2 separate regions of the Sus scrofa genome follow, and region 1 is linked to region 2. The links are chromatin contacts, called in public HiChIP or PLAC-seq maps. All regions are on one chromosome and are shown on one strand. The core of a region is the stretch at or near the end of the contact, and the rest is flanking DNA. Distances in the headings are between cores, read along the strand shown. Region 1 has its middle 68 kb from the start of TNFSF8. Region 2 holds the start of TNFSF8 (TNF superfamily member 8).

Region 1 (7,289 bases), core at 3,912-6,411, 69 kb after region 2:
GTGGTTGACTGAATTTGCAGATGTGGAACTGCAGATATGAAGGGCTCACGTAAAGGTACACTTGGATTTTCGACCTTGCCTGGCTCAGTACCCCAACCCTGGCATTGTTTAAGGGTCGGCTGTCTTCATAGCTGACTTCATGGTCCCCAGATGATGAGGTTCTTAGTTAAAAGTATTCTATTTTAATCATAACTGCATTAAGTAAAGCACCTCCTCAGTAGTGTAGTTTCGAAGTTACGTAACCTTTTTGTGCCTCAGTTTTCTCCTCTGTAAAATGGGCGCAATGGTATTACTTACCTCTTAGGATTTTTGTGGCAGTGACATGAGTTTCTACATGGGAAGCACTTGTAGCAGGACTTGACATATATCCAGAGCTGTTTTAAGTGTTTGATATTAATTTTTAGCATTGCCACTCATTTAAAGACGGTGAATCTGCAAGAGAGAAATTGGATATTGTTTTTAAACTAGGGGTGCCCTCCTTGGGAATCTGTGCTGTTTCATATTTTGAACATTCTTCCATCTCACTTTTCTGCAGAAAAATTTGCAGTGGTTTATGGATTCAACAGAAGCAAAATTGAATCATTAGGATGAAAAAGAGAACAGAGACCAATGGAAGGATCTAGAAGGGATAAATTATGCCCCAGGCCTGAGCCGTGATGATTGGAACAAGTGGCCAGTGAATTTGTGCTTACTTTCCTTGCACCTGAGGCAGTGAGAGGCATGCTGGGTGGCATGTGTTTCTCTTGCTGATCACAGCATCAGACACATTCATTTTCAGGGATAAACTAGTGTGTGTGTTGGGGGGGAAATGGGGGACCAGACACAATAGGAATTTATTATGTGGTTCCTTTAAGTATAAATGACTCTGAGTAGAATTTACTGTGGCTGTATATCCAGTTTTGCTGATGAAAAGCTGTCAAGAGTGTGAATCGTATATGGATCCTCTGAAAGATCCAGGGACTTTGCTTTCTGGAGCTGAAGTATTAAATTGGAAATGATGGTGTGAACGAAAACCATATGACTGAGTGGGAGCAGCCTCTTAAAGTTGGCAGAGATGTACTGAAATTTGAGATTTTTTTTCCCTCTCTCTGCCCCAAACTCTTTGAGGGAGCACCTCCCTGAACCTGAGGCACTTGAACTCATCTGTCTGCTGCTCCTAAATCAGCCACAGGGCATTCACCTCAGCTCCACCCATAGAGCAGCCTGGCAGACGCTTACCCATCAGTCACCGCTTGAAGTACGCTTCTAGGGATGGGGAGGAGGAAGGCATTTACTGAGCACAACTCTATGTCAGACACTTTCTGGGACACTTTATACACATCATTGCACTTATCACATTCATTCCATGTAGTTATTATTACTTCTGATTTATAGATGAAAGTGTTTGTGGCTCAGAGAAGTTAGGTAGCTTAACCAAGCTCACACAGCTAGGTCTGCAGCAGAGCCGGAGCTTGAAACGAGTGGTCACTTGGTTCATTCACTGGGTTAGCATCTCTCTCTCTCTCTTCCTTGTGAGATGCTGCTGATGCAGAATTTGCTAAGACATGCTGCCTGCCCTCCCCACCCTTACTGTCTAGTTGGGGAGGCAGTTTTCTAAGTCCTTGCCTAAGAGGTCTTGTTATAATCGAGCTTAAACTTTAGTATTAAAACCGTGTATTCTATGCTGTACATGAAGCCGTTTGAATTCCACTTGAATGCTCTTGGTATTTAGGTTAAATGGGGAGGAAAGGATGAAGTGGTGACTGAGGTCGGGAGCTGAATGATAATATTATGTATTTTCTACACTTAAAGTCTCCTTTATGGAGACTGTGTCTTTGAGCAAGCCTCCTGTAGGTTCCCAAGAGAAGTTTAGAAAGTGAAATTTGGCCTTGAGCCATCTCTTGTAGCAAATCTCCTGGCCCAGGACGCAGTGAGATTCTTTAGCAAGAGACCATGCAGATTTCTTTTTCTCTAAGGAACTTAACTTCGAAGAAACGAATTAAACGCCGAATTTTTAGGAGGCTCATGGTGGTGTCAGCTTGCAAATATGGCTCCTCCCCAGGGTGTTCCCTGGAGGAAGGCCTCTGTGCAGAGGAACAGCCAACACTTGCTTCTTATCATCCCTCCTCTCTCCCCAAGGGGCCACCTTCTTCTTAAGAACTACATCTGTGTCTCGCGGCATCTCAACTCTCTCTCGCTCTAGGCTTCCTCAGGATGGAGCCCGAAAGCCTGCAGTAGGAACATTCTGGACACCTGGTATGAAATAACTGACTGAACCAGAGATACGGCAGGGACATGACACCCCTCTGTTTCTTCTCTGAACCATCACCAAGAGCCAGGTGGTGATGGTTCCCTCCAACATCGGGTGCCCCAGCTTCTGTGACTGCCTGATCTCTGGATGGCTTTGGGCATAAGGATTTCTTTTATTCGAGAGCCATTTGTCCCCATGTGGATTTCACCTTTGGACCCTCGTTCCTCCCTCTGTCACCCAACAGAAGACGTCTGCTCTCTCCTTTCCATGACAGACCCTCAGAGATGCTGAGACAGAAATTATGTCTCTGCTCATTATCCCATTTTTTCTCTCTAAAGGCGTGGGGGTTCTAGTCTTCTCAAGACGCTGATTGTCAAAGTGTGCACCATTCTAAGACAACCGTGCAGTGACTGTGTTCCGGCTCCACGTCCTCGGGGTGTGAACACAGCAGAATAGGCCCGGCCCCCATGGAAGTTGTCGCCACTCTGCAGAGGGTCGCACTGAGTTGGGAGCACTTTGCTGCCTTGAGGCAGGCTTGTGGGTAGAATAGGTGCCTTTTCACACCTGACTTTGATACTCCCCCGAAGGGTGTCCTTCTGCCTCCATTAAGCTGGGTCTGCGGTGTCCCTCCTCCCAAATTCCCTTTGCCCAGCAGGGGCCAGTGGCTCTCTCTCCTCTGCCATGATTGTGGGGAAGGATGTCCGCAGAGAAGCTGAATGCCTCTGGGGATGATCCAGGCCTCATGTTGCGCTGGAGAACAGAGGCACTTTGTGTGTGTGCAAGTGTGTGTGTGTGCAAGTGTGTGTGTGTGTGTGTGTGTGTGTGTAGGGCCGCACCCGCAGCATATGGAGGTTCCCAGGCTAGGGATCTAATCAGAGCTGCAGCTGCCGGCTTACGCCGCAGCTTACGGCAACGCCAGATCCTCAACCCACTAAGCAAGGCTAGGGATCGCTTTCTCATGGATACTAATCGGGTTTGTTAACCGCTGAGCCACAATGGGAACTCCCCGTGACACTTTTTGGAGAAGCTTTGAACCCATAACCTGGTGAATCCAGTTTAGTGATGTTCTCGCCATACCTGGAAAACCCCCTCTCTTTCTTTTTCTCTCTTTAGTGCTTAGGAACCTTTTAAAGTTAATGCTTGTAAATAAAAGGCTTGAGAGGTCAGCTGCTTTCACCCACGTCCCATCAATCCCAGAGGAAGGATGGCTCTCAGTGTGGTGGGGAGGCAGGGCCACTGGCCAAAGTTGGGACGATGCTTTCCAGGAGACCATGTGTGTGGAAAGTCCCTGGAAAAGTCCTTCTAACTGGGCATAGATCAGGCTCTATCTCTCAAGTGACTGATATTTGTGGTGGTTTTTTCCTTCTAAATCCTGCTGGATTTCTTCCTCCTTGGTTGTGAGACATTCTCAGCCCTTAGCCTGTCCCTCCCTAAGAGAGGCTGCCCTCTGGGGCTTTTGAGAGAGCAATTCCTCTCCTATTTCTTTAAATCCCACCATTAGGTTCTGACCTGTTGAGGCGATGATGTGGGTGAGCAGAAACCGAATCCAAATCTGTATGGACTGCATGGCCACTGAGGAAGGTCACTTCATCTCTGAGTTTGTTTCCACTTAAAATGCTGATCTGGGAACAGATTCAGCACTCAGTGAGTTGAGTAGAAAGATAAGGTGAGGCCAGTAGGGACCGATCACCTCTCCCCCAGGTCTGGTCACCTGTTCCATTTAACATGCACTGACAGAAACAACACAACAGGTGCTGCTGGGTGCTGGAGGTGCAGCAGAGAGGAAGCACCCACAAAGTCCCTGTTGTCATGGAGCTAGATTTCTAGAAAACATACAGGTAATTAAGTAAACCTGGAGTGTGTCCCATGGAAATATGTGCTACAGGGAAAAATAAAGAAGAGTCCTGGGGAAGGGGGGCGCGGTGTATGTGCGTTTGTTTTTGCGTGTCTGAGTGTGCAGGTGTGGGTTTATGTAGGAACTGAGCGAAAGACTCGTTGAGAAGGTGACCTTGGGAAAACATCTGAAGAACGTGAGCCATCAGGGAGTGTGGTGAGAGAGGGGTGGCACGTTGGTTCCACTGGGGAAGCCTTCAGGCACAGATCACTCAGGGCTTCGAAGACCCCTGCACCTTGGGCCTTAACTCTGAGCCAGAGTCCGGCTTTGGAAGGTTTTAACTGGCAGAATGAGAGGACATGACTCAGCATTTCGGGAGGATGGCTCTGGGACGCAAGCCCTGCTGACAGAGGGTCTTTGGCTTCATTTTCAGTGCTGTCCAAGCTGCTCCGGATAATCTGGAGGGATCACTCTCTGAACCATGCTTTAGAGGTGAAGAGAAAGTAAAACCAAACAACTAAGGGTGGCAGGAACCAGCCCCCATTTCTAGACTTGCTTTACCTTGTCTGCAGAGTGAAGCTGTGGGGAAGGAGGACAGAAGTCTTGTCACTGTGGGGCCAGGGACAAGCCAAGGGGACGAGCATAGGACAGTAGAAAACGTGAGCTTAGCCTTCACAACCAGCCATCGGGTATTAGTACATAAAAGTGAATTGGTGATGGGCAGCGATCCAGTGAAGCCATTACACCTGCTAGAGAAGCGGGGAGGTCCTCGCCCGGTGTCCTTGGAGAATCTGAGTGGGGATTGGACTTACAAGCCGGAAGCCCTCCCTCCCTGTCCCTACTGCCTGTCTCCCCACCTTCCCCACAGTGTACCTTTGCGAGAGGTCATAAACAAGAGGGTTTGTGGTTGTGGACCAGAGGTTTTGTGTAGCAAGGGGGAGGTAAGAACAGAAAAGGCGCCTGGCATATGCCCTGCTGCCCTGGGCTGGGCGTGAGCCCATCCTTGAAAGAGGAATTAGAGTGGCGGTGGAGAAGGTGTTTTCCCCCAAGTGTCTGTGAGCCTGGGAGCCCCATTGACCTCATGCAAGAATGTGCTCTCCTAAAGCTGGGGGAGGCTGCCATCTGCTGGTTCAAGGGAAAGACCAGTCTGGGAGTTTTCTCCTGGCCAAGCGCTGCCCATTTTCTTTTTAAAATCGTCGCAAATTCTCATTAGTATAGATCCTCTGATTCTCACTTTTAGGAATGCTCAGAAAAATTAAGTAACTAGACCCAGATCATTCAGGAATTGGAAAACTTGATTTTTAAGCTCAGTTCTGACTACAAACATGATTACTTGTGTTGAGAAAGTATTTTTTTTTAAAACCATGTGCTTAAACGTTTATTTTAATTCTTACAAAATGCTGTAGAAATGAACCCAAACTGAACATAAATGTACATGTACATACGTGCAAAATTTTAAACTTCTGAAAAAGAACCTGTGAAAGTAGATGGTTAAAATAAAGAACAAAACAAACTTAAGAAGGTTTAAAACCAGCATTATGACACTGACATTGAAATTGTTGTAAAGCTGTCCTTATGATCACATGTGCTCGCAAGCTAAGCTTTGTGAGAGAACCAGCAAACAGAGGTGTTGCATGTGTGCTGAGTGGAAGAGTGGCTTCAGGAGTAGACACGGGGTGAGTGTTCCTCAAGGCACCGAAGCCCAAGGAGGGGTCAGCAGCCCTGGTGTCAGTCCCAGCTCTGGCACTTCCAGGCCTGTGGACTTGGAGAAGTCATCTCACTGCCTCAAAGTCCAGCCGGTTAACCTGGAACTGCAAATACACGGGGCTCATGTGGGAGCTACTTATTTTGAGTATGTGTGTGTATGTGTTATTTCTGTAACATATTAAAATCTATTTTCCAGTCTTGGTGGGATTGGAGCGATTCTCAAGAGGACAGCTTTTCCCTGCTTCCCTTCCAAGCTCTAAATTCCTTTGCCGGGCTCTCTGGGGAGGGAGGAGGACAAGGGGGTAAGCCCTCTGCTGGCTGCAAATAACCCACACCAGCCCAAATCTGGCAAGATGCACCCTGTGGACCAGGTAGGCAGACGGGCAGATGCCTTTCTGTACAGCATTGAGCTTTCTAAAGGGCCGCCCTGGTTATGTCACTCCTGGCCTGAACACCTTCAGCGCTCTCACCTGTCTCAGAGGGTGCAAAGCCTTTCAGGCAAGGCTGTACCATTGTCACCCTTGGTGACCAGCTGCAGCCTTCCCCGGCATTGTCACAGCCCTTATGTTGGCCACAGTAACCTTGAGGGAGCCCTGATTCTCCAGCCCGTTCTGCCCAAATTCTGACAGGTTGTACCGTGTGTACCTGGGCCCCTGCAGCCATCCGCGATCCTGAGCTCCTGGGGCCTTTTCCCCAGCTCCCCACAGCCCTGATTAGGCTGGCTTAACTGAAATGACGAGGAAAAGCCCCCCATAGGAATTGAGGACAGCTCAGAACTAGGAGTGTGGACAGGGAGAGGCTCTCTGAGACCCCATGTGCTATGGATTTTACTTTTTAAACACTGCTGAGAACCGGAGGCTCCATCACCTTTGACCTGGACTGCCGCAGTGACCTCCTCACAGCTCTCTCCCACGTGAACCTCGGCCCAAATACGGACTACAGCAAAGAGATGGTTAAAGAAAAAAAAAAAAAAAAAAAAAGCATGAGGATAATGCTCCTGTGCTTAAAATTCCTTAGTAGTTTCTTCCTGTATTTAAGGAAAAGATCAAAATCCTTATTCTGGACCAAAAGTATCTGCAGATCCCAGTTCCTGCTGGAAATGCTTGGCTCTCTGTCACCCCTGCCTCCCTCGCTGGTTAACTCCTTTCTTATCATTTAGATCACGATTCCCATGCCTTTCCTTGGGGAAGCCATCCGGGTCGGATCCTCGTAGGTGTTCTCCTGGGGTCTTCTATTTGCTTCCAAAGCCTGCCTTCAGTTTGCAAGTTACACCTCCGCCGGTCTGATAGGAATGTATAACTCACATTGCCAGCCTCTCCCTGGCATGGAGGCTGCCCGAGGGGTTGTTTTGTTCATTTAGTGCAGGGCACAGGGGGTTACTCAGTACTGACTTGTAAATGAGAAGGGAAGTGAGAATCTTGAGAGCCCCCTGGATACACTGGAGTCGGCGAGGTTGGGGGGAGAACGGCTTGAGAGGGGCAAGGCGAGAAGGCAGAAGGTGGGACGGATTGTAGACCC
Region 2 (7,082 bases), core at 3,267-5,766:
TCAGTGCCATTCTGCCCTAATCTCAAACTCTTGAGTGTTTGGGCCTCATCTCTCCACCTTAGAGATTCTCAGAAACACACTTGAGTCCTTCCCTCATAGCCTAGCACAGGGCTGTCCCCAGAGGAGATTTTCAGTGGACTTTTTGGAGTGATAAACTGAATGCATTGGAAAAGAGTAACTTGGATAGAGGGAAGTATCACAGGGCATTTCAGTTCACCCCTATATTTTATCTGGGTTGAAAAGCAGACCATAAAACCGTATACCAATCACTAACCCTAAACCCCACTCTTGGGGGGAAAGTAGAATGGTATTAGTAAATACAAATTTTTTTTAAACAGCAATTTTCTTTGCTTATAAACAGCAATTTTCTTCTGTCTAGAAAGGGTCTCCTAGAAGACCCAAGGAGCCGCTGTTCTAACCTTGTGGAATGTAAAAGGATCTCTCCAGGGGTGGGTAAGTCCAGGCTCCTGATTTGTAACAGAGATGTCTCCAAGATTGAAGACCTCAGAGCCGCTTGAACTGAAAATACTTAATGGTGTCAACTTTATAGTCTGTCTCTACATAACCCTTGTCTCTGGAGGAGATATGAGACATTTTGTTTTTCTTTTTGCTTTAAACTATGTGAAATTTCATCCTGACATATATGCATGTACTCTGTTGTGGATACTCAACAAGAAATCAGTTTTCTGGGAGTTCCCATCGTGGCACAGTGGAAACGAATCCAACTAGGAACCATGAGGTTGCGGGTTCGATCCCTGTCCTCGCTCAGTGGGTTAAGGATCCGGCGTTGCTGTGAGCTGTGGTGGAGGTCACAGACATGGCTCGGATCTGGCATTGCTTTGGCTGTGGTGTAGGCTGGCAGCTGTAGCTCTGATTAGACCCCTAGCCTGGGAACTTCCATATGCTGTGGGTGCAGCCCTAAAAAAAGACAGGGAGAAAGAAAAAAAAAAAAAAGAAATCCATTTTCTTTCTTTCTCTGTTAATATTAAGATCTGTCTCTTTGTCGGCAGGACTTTTGCTTCCTCAAGAGCAGTGTATTGGTGCAATCTCTTTGGAAGCTGATTGATATTATTTATAGAATTGAAAAATGTACACTCTGTTCCCATCACTGGGAATTTATCCCATAGATAGACTTCAGACAGACACAGGATGCAAAACTTCTAGAGAAAAACATAAGATACTTCACTAGACACAGATGAAATATGAAGTATGATAGAATATTATGTGACTCTTCAAAAGAATAAGCTGGACTCCCATGTATTGGAAAGATCTCCAAGATATACTGTCAAGTTAGTAACAAGATGCAGATTTTTGAGTTTACTATAACGACACGTGTGTACTATATATTTGTCGATGCGTAGATTTCTGGAAGGACATGGAAGAATCTATTGATGGTCCTTATCTCAGGGAAAAGGGATTAGTGGTTGGATGGGGGGAGTGTGAGAGATTTCTACTTTTCTTTTCCTTTGTTCACTATTTACTTTTCTTACAGCACATGAATGTAATATTTTAAATAAATATAATGGCTTAAATATAAGTAAAATGCAGCCATCCCAGAGACATAAGACATCAGTAGGCAATAATTCCGTAAGTAACAGAGATTCCATAAGAAAGCAGAGATTTTGTTGGCTTTGATGAAGGCTCTATACCCATTGCTTAGAACAATGTCCTGCACACAGTAGATGCTCAATAGATATTTGAGGTTGAAACCTAAGTTCCTTCTTTGCCTCTCCCAAGGAATTTGACCTTGGAGTTTTTTGGGCTTCAGGCCAAATCTCAAAGCAGTCTTTATTAATTTTCCTACATGCCCTACACGTCTCTTCTCCATCACTTTTCTCATGCTGTTCCATTGGCCAGGGGTGCTCTGTCCTCTGATTTCCCTTCACCTGTTTGATACTGTACATGCTTCTTAAGCCAAAGTGAAGCTCCAGTCTCTGGTGAAGTCTTTCTTAGACCTGCCTGGGGAAATGTTCTGTCTCCTTAACTTGTGGTCTCATGGTAGCCCTATGTGCCTGTCTTCCATCACGTATTATATTTATGCCTTAATCTTATTTTACATGTTGTCTGTACATGTGCCTTTTTATTTAGAACTGTGACTTCTTGGGCCAATAAAACCATTCTTGTGGTTCTCACCCCTGCTCCTATTTACCCTCACACAAAAAGTGTAATGTGGCCATCAGTCCATTTCATTTTTAATAATTGAGATGTGAGTTTAAGTTCCTTGGCTATCTCCCATTGATTTCTTTACCAGAAGTCCTGTTAGCATCTCTTCATTTGTCTTAAGTTTTATCTGTCCTAAAGCCAACCTGTCCTAAAGTTTTCCTCCTGGAAGCCTTTCCTAATAACTCAAGCTCAAGGGGATAACTCTCTCTTCTTAGCTCTTATGACAGTTAATAGCTGAGCAAATTATTGGAAATGATATGTGTAAAACACTTAACTTTTAATATCACAGTGCTTTTAAGCAAGTAGCTGATGTTTCTCAGGCCAAGAAATCACTGTACATGAAACCCTCCAGTCAGATTGTGAAGTGAATCTTTTCGTGTCCCAGCAGAAGGGTAGGTCAAGGAAGGCAGATGCCAAGAAGATAAGACTCTCAAAAGAAGAGCAGGAACCAAGTTTCTTAGTGATTCTGGGGCCATCTACATTGTCAAAGGGGACGGTCATAAAGAGTCAGACAGTCTTGACTGCACCACTTTCTCAGGACAATTTAAGGTCAAGCCTTTGTCTGTCCCCTTTCTGTTCCTCATTTTCCACATTTTCAAAAATGGGGCAGAAAGATCCACTCCAATTCCTTCATGGAAAGACTCAATTCAACCCAAAGTTAAGATTTGAATAAGGACCATTTCGGGGTTCTCTCTAGCTTTACATGTTACCACCACACCCTGTATCCCCATCAGCTCTCTCTCTCTTTCTCTCTTCCTTTCTTTCTCATAGCAGTTCTAGCTGCAAACTTTAAAGAAATTTGCAAAGAACACTTTGATTTCTTTTCTTCGGCTGTTGCTATAAAATAATACACTCCTGGTTTACTTACAATTAGAATTACAGAAATGATAGACCCTGTACAGAAAAAAAGGGTCCTAGAATATTTTCAAGAGTGTTATTACCAGTAGATGTAGATGAGAGCATTAAATGATGAATATTATAAATCCTACAATCTAAATCAAATGCTGTCAATTCTGTTTTCTTTCACTTTAATGCAGCCTCAGTTCTTCATTTAAATTTCAAAGCTTGATGACGATTGAGAAACAGATACCAAAGCCTTTTAAGCTTCATTCTTTTTAGCAATCAATGAGTTAAAGAGCATTCAACCCAAGGCAGCTGAAGGAAACCAGAACAAATTCTGCAGGATTGTAATACCATGAAAAATGGGAGCTTTGAAGGAATAGATAGACATGTACTTACTGTAGCAGGGTGGGGGTACAGTTTTTAAACTGTCAAAATTTAAAAATTCAATATATACTATCACTGCCGTATTTTCTTTAAAATACATGCTGGTGGATTCTCTATAAAGACCAGTTTCCTAAAATATGAAGAAGCTTCCTTCTTCATCTGTCTGTTTTCACAACAGATCTTACCATTTACTTTAAAAAGAAAAAAGGGTAAATTTCCTGAGGCAGTTTGACTCCACAGTGTTGTACCCATAATTGCTTGTAGTTTTAGAATTCTGAGCAGTCTCAGAGGGAACAGGTGTGAAAAATATTTGTGTTCTGCCTCTGTGCTCTATGTTTTTGTGACACTCTAAGCTCTTCAAAGCAGTGGCTTGGAAGGAAGTTTTCAATTTGTCTTGTGAGCTTTAACGCTGAAATGCCCAAACTCTGAGGAGCCCTGGTTTTCTCTCTTGCTTCCTTCCCTTACAGGTTTTGGCCTCTGAAACTTAGCTCCTGGTTTAAACACCTCTTAGCCCTGGATGAAGCCTCCAAAATCTCAGGGACATTTGGACTGAGAATACAGAACCTTGGAATCTGGTCTGAAAACACCTAAGACGTGATACCAGTGTGTTATCACGTCTCCTTATTGCTTCCTTCCTTGATACCAGTCTCTGGATCAGCAACCTTTAAATATCTTAATTGCTCTAGGCTGATAGCTCCTCTCCCTTCTCTTGGCTCACGTGAGCCTGGAAAGTTGGAGAAGAGGGCTTGACAGAGTTTTCTCTCAGAAAGCCATGTTACTTGGAAGGGTTAAGTTCCCATTTCTCTGCTCCCTTTCTCTACATGATGCAGGCTTTTTTTTTTTTTTTTTTTTTTTAAGCTTATCCCCAAGTCTCTGTGGAGAAAACGGAACATAAATCAGAAAGGAAAGGCAAAGAAGAGAAGTCCACTTACCGTCTTCTGAACTACCAGCACCATAATGGTCACCACGGCAAAGACGAGACACAGAGCCAGCGAGGCCGTGGTGAAATAGAAGTAACCGCGGCTGGAGGTTCCCAGGTGGCTGGTGACGGAGCCTGCGGGCACATGCATGGCTGTGTCTTGAGAAGGGGCCAGTGGGTTGAATGCTTGCTGGAGCCCTGGGTCCATTCTTATATAGCCTTCCCCACATCACACCTTATCTCTCCTCATCTGAGTCGGTCTGGGCCCATCTCTGTTCCAAGAAGGATTCTCCCCCTGCATCCTGGATCATGTGACTTGGAAAAAAACCTTCACCGGCCGCCACACGAAGAAGAAACTCTTCTCTGGGGGCGTGAGGTGAAGGGTGGCAGCAGGGGTGGGGGAGAGGCTCATTTTTCATCGCCAGGGATTAATTTGAGTGAAGAGAAACTGTAGCTACAGAGAAGGTGGCTGATGTCACAGGGTGAATAGGAAAATGACGGTTTCCCTACCCTGGGGTGTGTGTGTGTCTCTGTGTGTGTGTGTGTGTGTGTGTGTGTGTGTGTGTGTGTGTGCGCGCGCAAAGCAACTTCTGTTTGAGTCAGTCTCAGACACAAAACGCCTTCCTGACTGAGAAATTGCACATTAGCAAGGGCTGCAGCAGCTCAGAGGTGCTCATCAGAAAATGTCTCTTTGCTGGGCCTTGGGGAGACTAGCTTCCTTGGGCTGCAGTAGAGTGACCAGAAGAATTGATGATATTGGCTCCTGCTAAAAACTGGAAATACTACTAGATATCTGGGAAGGAAGAGCCCACAAATCTGGAGATTTATCCAAAGGGTAACAAGCTTATGGCGGTATGAAATTCGGGAACAGATTCAGAGATACTTTCTGAGTATCACTGATCTTTTGAAGACCCTTTTCAGAAACACTGATCTTTTGTACAGAAGTTCCTGCAGAGTGTATTGCAGTCTGTTAAATTTGCAGATAAACTTGGACTTGCTGTAAACCTCAGAAAAAGGGGAAGGAATTGGCAGTGAGGGTGGGGGTGGGGAAGTGGTAATGGTGCAGAATGTGTGTGGGGGGTTCCTCTGTGGTGTGTGCATGTGCTGTGCCTGTAGGTGGTGGGTGTGTGGCACGTGTATGCTGTGCATGTGTGGTTTGCCTTCATGACAGGAGGTGCGTGTTTGTGATGTGTGTGTGTGAGTGTGAGAGAGAGACTACTACAGTTGAACGATCATCCTCTGTTTCCAGCACAGTGCTAGGAGATTTAGAAGTTGTCTCACCTCTGCCCTCCGAGGCAGATATTTCTTTTTTCCAGATGGGAAAATTGAGGATCAGAGAGGATAAACAGAGTCTCTGTCAAAGTTGCAGATGTTGATCAATGAAATGCCTTGGGTGCACAAGCCATCCCTGGCTGGCCTCTGAACGCACACTAAATCATTCAACATGTCTTTGCACTGGAAGGATGAAAACCTGAGGGCCTGTCTCAGCCCTACCCCCTCGTTGGTCTTGGGTCCTTGTCTAAATCATTCCACCCCGCCTCTTTTCCCCATCTGCACGGACAGCCACTGTGAAGGTCAAATGAGTTAGTGATGTAAGAGAACTCTGTGAATGGGAATAGACTTGGCAGATGGTGTTGCACCATTCTGGTTAAACATTCCAAATGGTCTGGAATTTAGAAAGAATGGATTTTCTGGAGGACAGAGCTGGTCACATCTGTGGTCACTAATGATCTCCATTTCAAAATACCATTTAAAAAGTGAATCACTGCATAGTTGGTGCCTCCGGGTGTAACTCTGAAAACTTCATTTGGAAGTACCCCGTTCTTTATTGCACCCTCCCCTTTCTGCTCACTTTTGGCTGCCATGTATCTCTGAGAGCCAGCAGAAATCCCAGATCCTTCAAAGGAAATGCCCTGTGTCTAAAGCCAAGCTTGGATTTTTACCACTGCTGCCCTCGCAGATGTCCCAAGCTGCTGAGCATCAGCCGAGTTGGGTCACTGTAGGAGGTGGTCTGGATATTCCTTCCCAGTGAATCCATAAAATCATAGATCCTGGAGATGGAAGAACCGTCAAGAGGTAAATTGTTTTATTGGGCTAAATAGCATGGAATAAAGTGTACCCATTTTACAGTCAAGCAAGCTAAGACCCCCTCGATCCCAGGTTGGGCTAGGTTTTGGAAGAAGTGGGTGCACGTGTTCATTTGATCTGTCACTGAGGTGGGAATGAAGTCAGCCTGTGTTTGGGGGCGGGTGTGTACCTGGCCGTGTCCTGTGGTGGGCACGGACAGTGAGTGGGTAGCAGGGGGCTCTGTTGTCTGCCCGGAGCTGCTGAGAACAGGCTGCTCCCTTGGCCTCTCTCTGCAGTCTCTTTGATGAAAGTGGAAAACTTCTGATTGTTGAATGGAAGCTGTGGGTGTTGAAAAATAAAAAGGCTTTGCTTGAAGTGCAGGTCTTCCTGAAGGCCCATGAGGCTCAGAAGGGCAGTGGAAAAAAATGTTTGTCTTACAGTTACACGTTTTGCATATAGTACAGTGTCCTGGGAGGGAAGGCTGACAAGGGGGAAAAATCACCCTTTGTTTTTACTCAGAACCTTCTGAGCAGTTGAGATTTTCAGATCAGGTTGCTTCCCTAGCTGCTTGTTGGCCCAATTTCACTCCTCTCCCTTTGGCACTCCTCCCCTCAAGAATCATCAGTGGTTCCCTAATTCTCACCACCATTGTTCTAAACTCTTCTCTCCTGTCAAGCTGTGGCAGAGGCTCGCCCAGCCCTCCTGG

Evidence for each region. HiChIP or PLAC-seq counts read pairs in DNA pulled down with a chosen protein or histone mark.
Region 1: a contact with region 2 is called in an H3K27ac HiChIP or PLAC-seq map of alveolar macrophages. The contact joins the enhancer-like site here to the promoter of TNFSF8 in region 2. A contact is called at or near these places in 21 of 47 Hi-C or Micro-C datasets (adipocytes, adipose tissue, alveolar macrophages and 13 more) and 2 of 2 datasets of contacts at active chromatin or transcription factors (alveolar macrophages and skeletal muscle).

What each region holds. Positions count from the first base shown.
Region 1 is chr1:255,523,145-255,530,433 of Sscrofa11.1, forward strand. No RefSeq gene overlaps it. Among named protein-coding and RNA genes, the nearest start is that of TNFSF8, 68 kb to the left of the region's middle. Within about 2 kb of position 5,162, at least 13 of the 83 cell types and tissues checked have an H3K27ac peak or open chromatin away from gene starts, as enhancers often do. A contact at or near this core is called in adipose tissue, alveolar macrophages, fetal liver and 1 more, where this site is marked.
Region 2 is chr1:255,454,504-255,461,585 of Sscrofa11.1, forward strand. TNFSF8 (TNF superfamily member 8) reads right to left here and starts at 4,517. Exons shown (of 5, transcript NM_001025219.1): 1 at 4,323-4,517. The coding sequence starts at 4,517.